2 separate regions of the Gossypium hirsutum genome follow, and region 2 is linked to region 1. The links are chromatin contacts, called in public Hi-C maps. All regions are on one chromosome and are shown on one strand. Each heading gives the region's core, a stretch centred on a gene start, on an enhancer-like site or on the middle of the called end of the contact. The rest is flanking DNA. Distances are from core to core; before and after follow the strand shown.

What was found. A called contact is a pair of places that touch in the nucleus more often than the background predicts.
Region 2: a contact with region 1 is called in a Hi-C map of leaf, with 1.7 times the contacts expected there. The contact joins the promoter of LOC121219495 here to the enhancer-like site in region 1.

The regions. Positions count from the first base shown.
Region 1 is chrD07:46,857,859-46,861,057 of Gossypium_hirsutum_v2.1, forward strand. No RefSeq gene overlaps it. Among protein-coding and RNA genes, the nearest start is that of LOC107954833, 12 kb to the left of the region's middle. Within about 2 kb of position 1,748, at least 7 of the 9 cell types and tissues checked have an H3K27ac peak or open chromatin away from gene starts, as enhancers often do. A contact at or near this core is called in leaf, where this site is marked.
Region 2 is chrD07:46,987,381-46,990,579 of Gossypium_hirsutum_v2.1, forward strand. LOC121219495 (6-phosphogluconate dehydrogenase, decarboxylating 1) reads right to left here and starts at 1,736. Exons shown (of 2, transcript XM_041097764.1): 1 at 1,527-1,736; 2 at 1-547. The coding sequence starts at 539.

The DNA.
Region 1 (3,199 bases), core at 498-2,997:
CGATTATAAAATGTGACCTTCACTCTCTTTCACGAGTTTTAAGTAGTTAATCTCACAATTTGGTTATCTATAAAAATTCATCCACGTGGAATTAAAAAATTAAGGGTAAATTACATTCAAGATCACTTTAAATAGAGTTTATTCTATTTTTGATCATTTTAAGTTTTTTTTTTTAATTTGGTCACTCTAATTAAGATAGTTGTTCGAATTAGTTACTAACATTAAAAATTCAATTAATTCGTCAACAGATTATTGATGTAGCACATTAACCAATTGAATGATGAGACATGACTTTTTCTTTTCTTTTTTACTTTTGACTGTATTTATTCTAAAATACTTTTTTTACTGTAACTATTCCAAAACACGTAGATAGTTGGATTTTCCGTTTTGTTTGGAGAACCTGTCAATGTTGTTCGTTATCATGATTTTAAGCTCGTTATCAAGATTTCAAAAGATTTTAATTCCATGAAAACAAATGACATGGATAAAGGCAACATCGCATTTTGTTATAGGTTATTTTTTAACACCCTTAACTTTTGGACCAAAATATTATATTTTAAATATCAAAATGAGATAAAAAAAATTCAAATACTAAAGTAAAAAAAAATTACAATTCAGAAGCCAAATCTTGACATAATTCATAACTTGAACATTGCTATAAACTAAGCAAGTTAACTAAAATTAGTAATTTTATCAAACCTGTGTTTTTAAAAATAATGTTCAATAAGTAATCACACATATGTATTGAAATTAATAATAACATATAGGGTAAAGTACTGAAATGATCACTAAACTACTGCATGCATTCTATTTTGATCATTGAACTTTTAATTTTTTTGATTTAACCATTAAACTATTCGAAATCAAATTTTTAGTCTTCGACCGTCAACAGCCATTTGAAATTTGATGGTAGTGTTGACGTGGGCTTTTTTTATTAATCCAATAATAATATAGCCCATTATTATTTACACATTTTATCAATTTGATCCTAACTATAAAAAAATAAACAAATTTAACCTTCAATGTTTACAAAATTTGTCATTTTAGTTCAAATTCTATAAAATTCAATAAACTTAGCGCTCAACATTTCTAAAACGAAAAATTTTGTAAATTAAAAAAAATAACACCCGAACTTTTATTTCTCCGACCTTTATTTGTAATAACAAGTTGATTCTCCAAAAACCAAACAACCAATCCCCTTATCCCCAATCTATCCTCCACTTCTTCACGCGCTTCTTTTCTATCTCAGACCATTTGACCTGACGAGTCCACATCGGCCGACTATGACATGCAAGTTCACAAAGCTGGCCGAAACATATATATGGCAATGGTAGGCTACCTCCTCAAGCATGTGAAAGATGGGTGCTTCAACATCAATACAGAATCCTCTAGCTTGATCCTCGGCCCTTTGGTCAAAACCTTATTTCATTTAGACAAAGGCCTCACGTGCAAGCACACGTTTTATTTATTCATTGTGCGTCTCTACAAAATCGAAATGATCAAGGATTCGTTGTGCATGATTCAAACTATGATGGGAAATGGTGGGTTGAATGCCACCATCTTTCATCCAATCATGAACATGTTGACAAAGAAGATGGAGGAGGTGTGGCTAGTGGCAGATCTAATGAGTCATCCAAGTTTCGCCGGACTTGATGGCAAATAATTTTTTTTACTAACAGCTAAAGCTGTCTGTGGGTTGGGTTCAGACCGAGGCTAGACAAAGGGTTTTTCTGTGCCTAGGCCCAATAAGAAATATGGGCCTGGCATCTTGTACAAGCTCGGCCCTATTTAAATATGGGTAATTCGGGCCTATCCCAGCCTCACCCAACAATAAGTAATTTGACAGTATAAAACAGCATCTAGAAGGAAAAGTAACAGCTTATATTAATTACTAGAGCAAAAATAAAGGAATGCCTTATATCTGGTTCTGGTAGCACAAACATCAGAAATAGGAATTCCGTTTCATTTGCCTTTATTGCAGTCCAATGTCTGACATCTCCCATCATAAATTGAAAGGATCCTTTTAGTTGGGGGAAACTACACCTAGGCCTTGCTTTGTTTATTCTTTTTCTAATTTTAATTACTGATTTCACCTAAAAATCCTCCAACAGACTTCACTGGGAGGAAGTCGGGGATTCCCCAAGGAGAATGGCAGAGAAGAGAGCTGCCTTATGGAATTTGACGGCAAACTACGAAAAATAGCTCTTGGTTAGAAATGAGGTTTTAGACTTTTAGGAGTTGTTCGGCTTTGGGTTTTGTTTAGGATAAGTTTGGACTTTAAATTAAAAATATTTTGGATTTGGGTTGGATTTTATATATTTAAAATTTATAATAAAATGTATAATATTTATAATATATTTTATATGCATCCGGGCTGGACTGGGTTAAGTTTGGGTTTCAAAAATTCTATTCAAAGCCTAGCCCAATTAGAAAGTAGGCTTGCAATTTTGCCTAAGCCCATTTTTCGAGCTTGGTCTATTTGTCCAAGTCATCCCATATTTTGGGCAGATTTTCAGGATTGGGCGAGTAGCCTAATCCTTGGCCAACTCTATTGACAGTAAAGGCGAGCACAATGGAGAAATAGAGGTTTAGGTGTTGGGTTTTTTTTTTAACTTATAAAATTTTTAAAAATTAAAATTTGTCGTTCTGTAAATGTTAAAGACTAAATTTATAGAAAATTTTGGAATTTGAACTAAAATGACAAATTTTGTAAACATTGATGGCTAAATTTGTTGAATTTTTTTTATATTTAGGATCAAATTTATAGAATGTGTAAACATTAGACGGCTAAATTTGTTATTAGACCAATAAAAAAAGTCCGCATCAGCACTTCCGTCAAATTTAAAACGGTTGTTAACATTCGATGACCAAAAACTTTTGATTTCAAGTAGTTCAGTGACTAAATCAGAAAAATAAAATTCAATGACCAAAATAGAACACGAGCAATAGTTTAATGACTATTTATGTACTTTACCCTAACATATATGCAATATGTATGAAATTAAAAAAAAGAGTTTAAATTGTGAGTGAAATAAATTTAAATAGGTAAATATAAGTGATTAAAAAAATATTAATTGCACTCCGATAGCTTTCTAATTTATATTACATTAAAATGTCATCAGGTTAGAAAGCATTATTTAATATATTATCAAAATATCAAAAATGTTATCTCATGCTTTGTAAGAAAATTTTAATATTA
Region 2 (3,199 bases), core at 486-2,985, 130 kb after region 1:
CCTTTGCCAATGTAAGTCACACAGGGTCCGCTATCAGAAACTTGAGCGGCAACCTTAAGAAGAATGTCTTCAATGTATTCGTAAGCTTCAAAAGACCCTCCAGGCATCAAAGAGGGACCGTTCCGTGCACCTTCTTCACCACCTGAAACTCCCATCCCTAAGTATAACAAACCCAGTCCAGACATTTCTTTCTCCCGTCTCTCGGTGTTCTCGTACCACTCATTGCCACCATCAATGATACAATCACCTTTCTCCATGTATGCAGAGAGAGTTTTAATGGTCTGGTCAACAGGGGCCCCTGCCTTAACAAGCATGATTATCACTCGAGGTTTCTGGATCGACTGAACAAAAGATTCAGGATCATGGAATCCAAATAAAGGAAGATCCCCTTCCTGTTTAGCTCTTTCAACAGTCTCATCGACTTTGGAGGTAGTTCTGTTGTAAACAGAAATGGGGAAGCCTTTCTCAGCAATGTTAAGCGCAAGATTTTGGCCCATAACAGCCAAACCAGCAAGTCCTATTCTTGTAGGTGGAGCCATAGTTCTTCCTGTTAAATTTGCACATCATAATCAGTGACAAGCCAAAAGAAAATAAAAATTGACAATAGAGACAAAGAAAACTACAAAATGAGAAAACCAACTTCTAATAGATTATATATACACACATATACATACAAATGTATATATATATACATATAACACCGGTGATCATATAATGTCCTTGAAACTAAAAGCAATCATATATGTGCAATGGATCAGCCATATATCATAGGTCACCCTCATACTCTCAGAAAATTCATCTCTCTTCAAAACAAAGAAATCAGTTTCAGGTCCACAGTACAACTAACAAAGTCCTTAACCATTGAAGCTAATTGGAATCTTCTACTTAAATACAAAGCTTAATGTTTTATGATAATAAAAAAAATCAGTTAGAAGATTACGTCTAGTGTTAACAGATTCAAAAACAATGGAATGAAAATGCTAACAGTTTGTGAGAATCAAATAAGAAAACTTTAATAATAATAATAATAATAATAAAAACAACCCCTCTCTAATAGCAGATTTAACAAATGAGTGAATTAAAATCTCCCTAGATATAATCACCGGTAAACCTTGCATAACCTATAACTTCTGTAAACTAAACTATTTGTTCATTCAAATTAAAAAATAAAGAATCCATGTTCTACAAACTCATCAACTAACCCAGTAAAATAGATGATGAAAATAAACTGAAATTTCTCAGATCATACATAACATAACACTATTGTAAATCCACAACTAATAGCAGCTGAATAAATTTCGTATTCGTTCAAATCCCAAACTAGCAATGAAAAAAAAGAAAACCAAAATCCAGATATCAGCCAAACTCAGATAAGAATTCTCAAGTAAAAGCCAGAAAGACAATTGGTTTTGCTTAATTAACAACAAAAATCAAATCTTCGAAACTAAAAACATGATGGGATCAAACAAACAGATCAAAAGTTCCAAACTTTATTGAAATTCAACATAAGAAAAAAGAACCCAAACCTCAAAAAGTCCCTTCTTTCCTCAGTTTTTTTCTTCTTCTTTTTTATAGAAGGAAATCAAAGATTTGGGTTTTTGAGGAAAATAGACAAATGGGTAGATAGAATTTGAGTAAATATATAAGAAAAGAAAAATCCTAAAATGGTCAAATTTTGGCATCGCCGTTGATATTGTAGTAGGTGGAAGGGCTCCCCACTGGCCTACTTTATGTCTAATTTCTAGTTTTTGAGTTATAGGGGATTTTTACAAAATTATTATAAAAAAATAAAAAAAACTAAAATATTATAACTTTTTTTTATTTATCAAAATATTATAAAAAAAATTTTATTTATCAAAATATACCAAAAAAACAAAAAACAGAAAAAAAAACCTGACACAGCCTGATCAGGCCAATCACATTGGCGGCACCAAGGGTGCCAATGGACTAAAATGTTAGTTAAGGGTAGTTTTAAGGACCTGACATGCAAATTTACCATTTTAAAATTTGAAAGTTAATTGATGCTGTGCGCACTAAAATTGAAATATGGCTAATTGCCTTCTAAGCCCTCTTTATTTATTATTTTCTTTTTATTCCCCTTCAACTCACTTTTTTATTTAATAACTCTATTTTAATTTATTAAATTTAATAGTTTATGTTTATAGATAAAATAGTTTATGTTTCCATTATTTATTTCCTTTTGATTTAATATTAGTTAAGGGAATATATTAAATTTATAAAATTAAAATAGTTTAATTTAATAACTCTATTTTAATGTAATAAACTATTCTCATTTAATAACTCTATTTTAATTTAAAAAATTAAATTAAACTATTTTAATTTTAATCCTCTGAATTTAATATATTCCCTTATCTAATATTAAATCAAAAGGAAAAAAATAACGGAAACATAAACTATTTTATCTATTTATAAATTTAATATATTCTTAATAGACTTATAACATAAACATGTTAGACTATTTTTAGTCTCTTAAGATATTACGAATCAACAAATTTTATATTTCAGTAAATTTTATATTTTAAATGAAAATAGAGTTATTAAATGAGAATAGTTTATTAAATTAAAATAGAATTATTAAATGAGAATAGTTTATTAAATTAAAATAGAGTTATTACTTAATTAGAATTCTAAGTATCTTAATTATCACTTAACTAATATTAGATTTAATTAAAAAATTAATAGAAATACCAGACATGCCTTATTGAAAAACCAGAAGTAATAATAAAACTGATCACCCATAAATGTAACCCAAATAGAAAAAATAAATTATAATTATTTATATATTCTTAATAACTCTATTTAGTAAATTTTTAAATAAACTATTCTCATCAAATTATCAAAATAATACATAAAATGCGAATTAGTTTATACTTTTTAAATAGCTTTATTTTAGGTAAAATATATATACTTTAATAATAACATAAAGGGCTTTTATGAGTAAAAATCATAGATTAAGAGCTTATTTAACTACAAAAATAAGTTGATGGCTTGTTTATTAAATAAAAAAGTGAGTTGAAGGGGAATAAAAAGAAAATAATAAATAAGGAGGGCTTAGAAGGCAATTAGCCACATTTCAATTTTAGTGCGCCCCACAATTCAAAATGGTAAATTTTGCATGTCAGGTCCTTGAAACTACCCTTAACTAACATTTTAGTCCTTTGGCACCATTGGTGCCGCC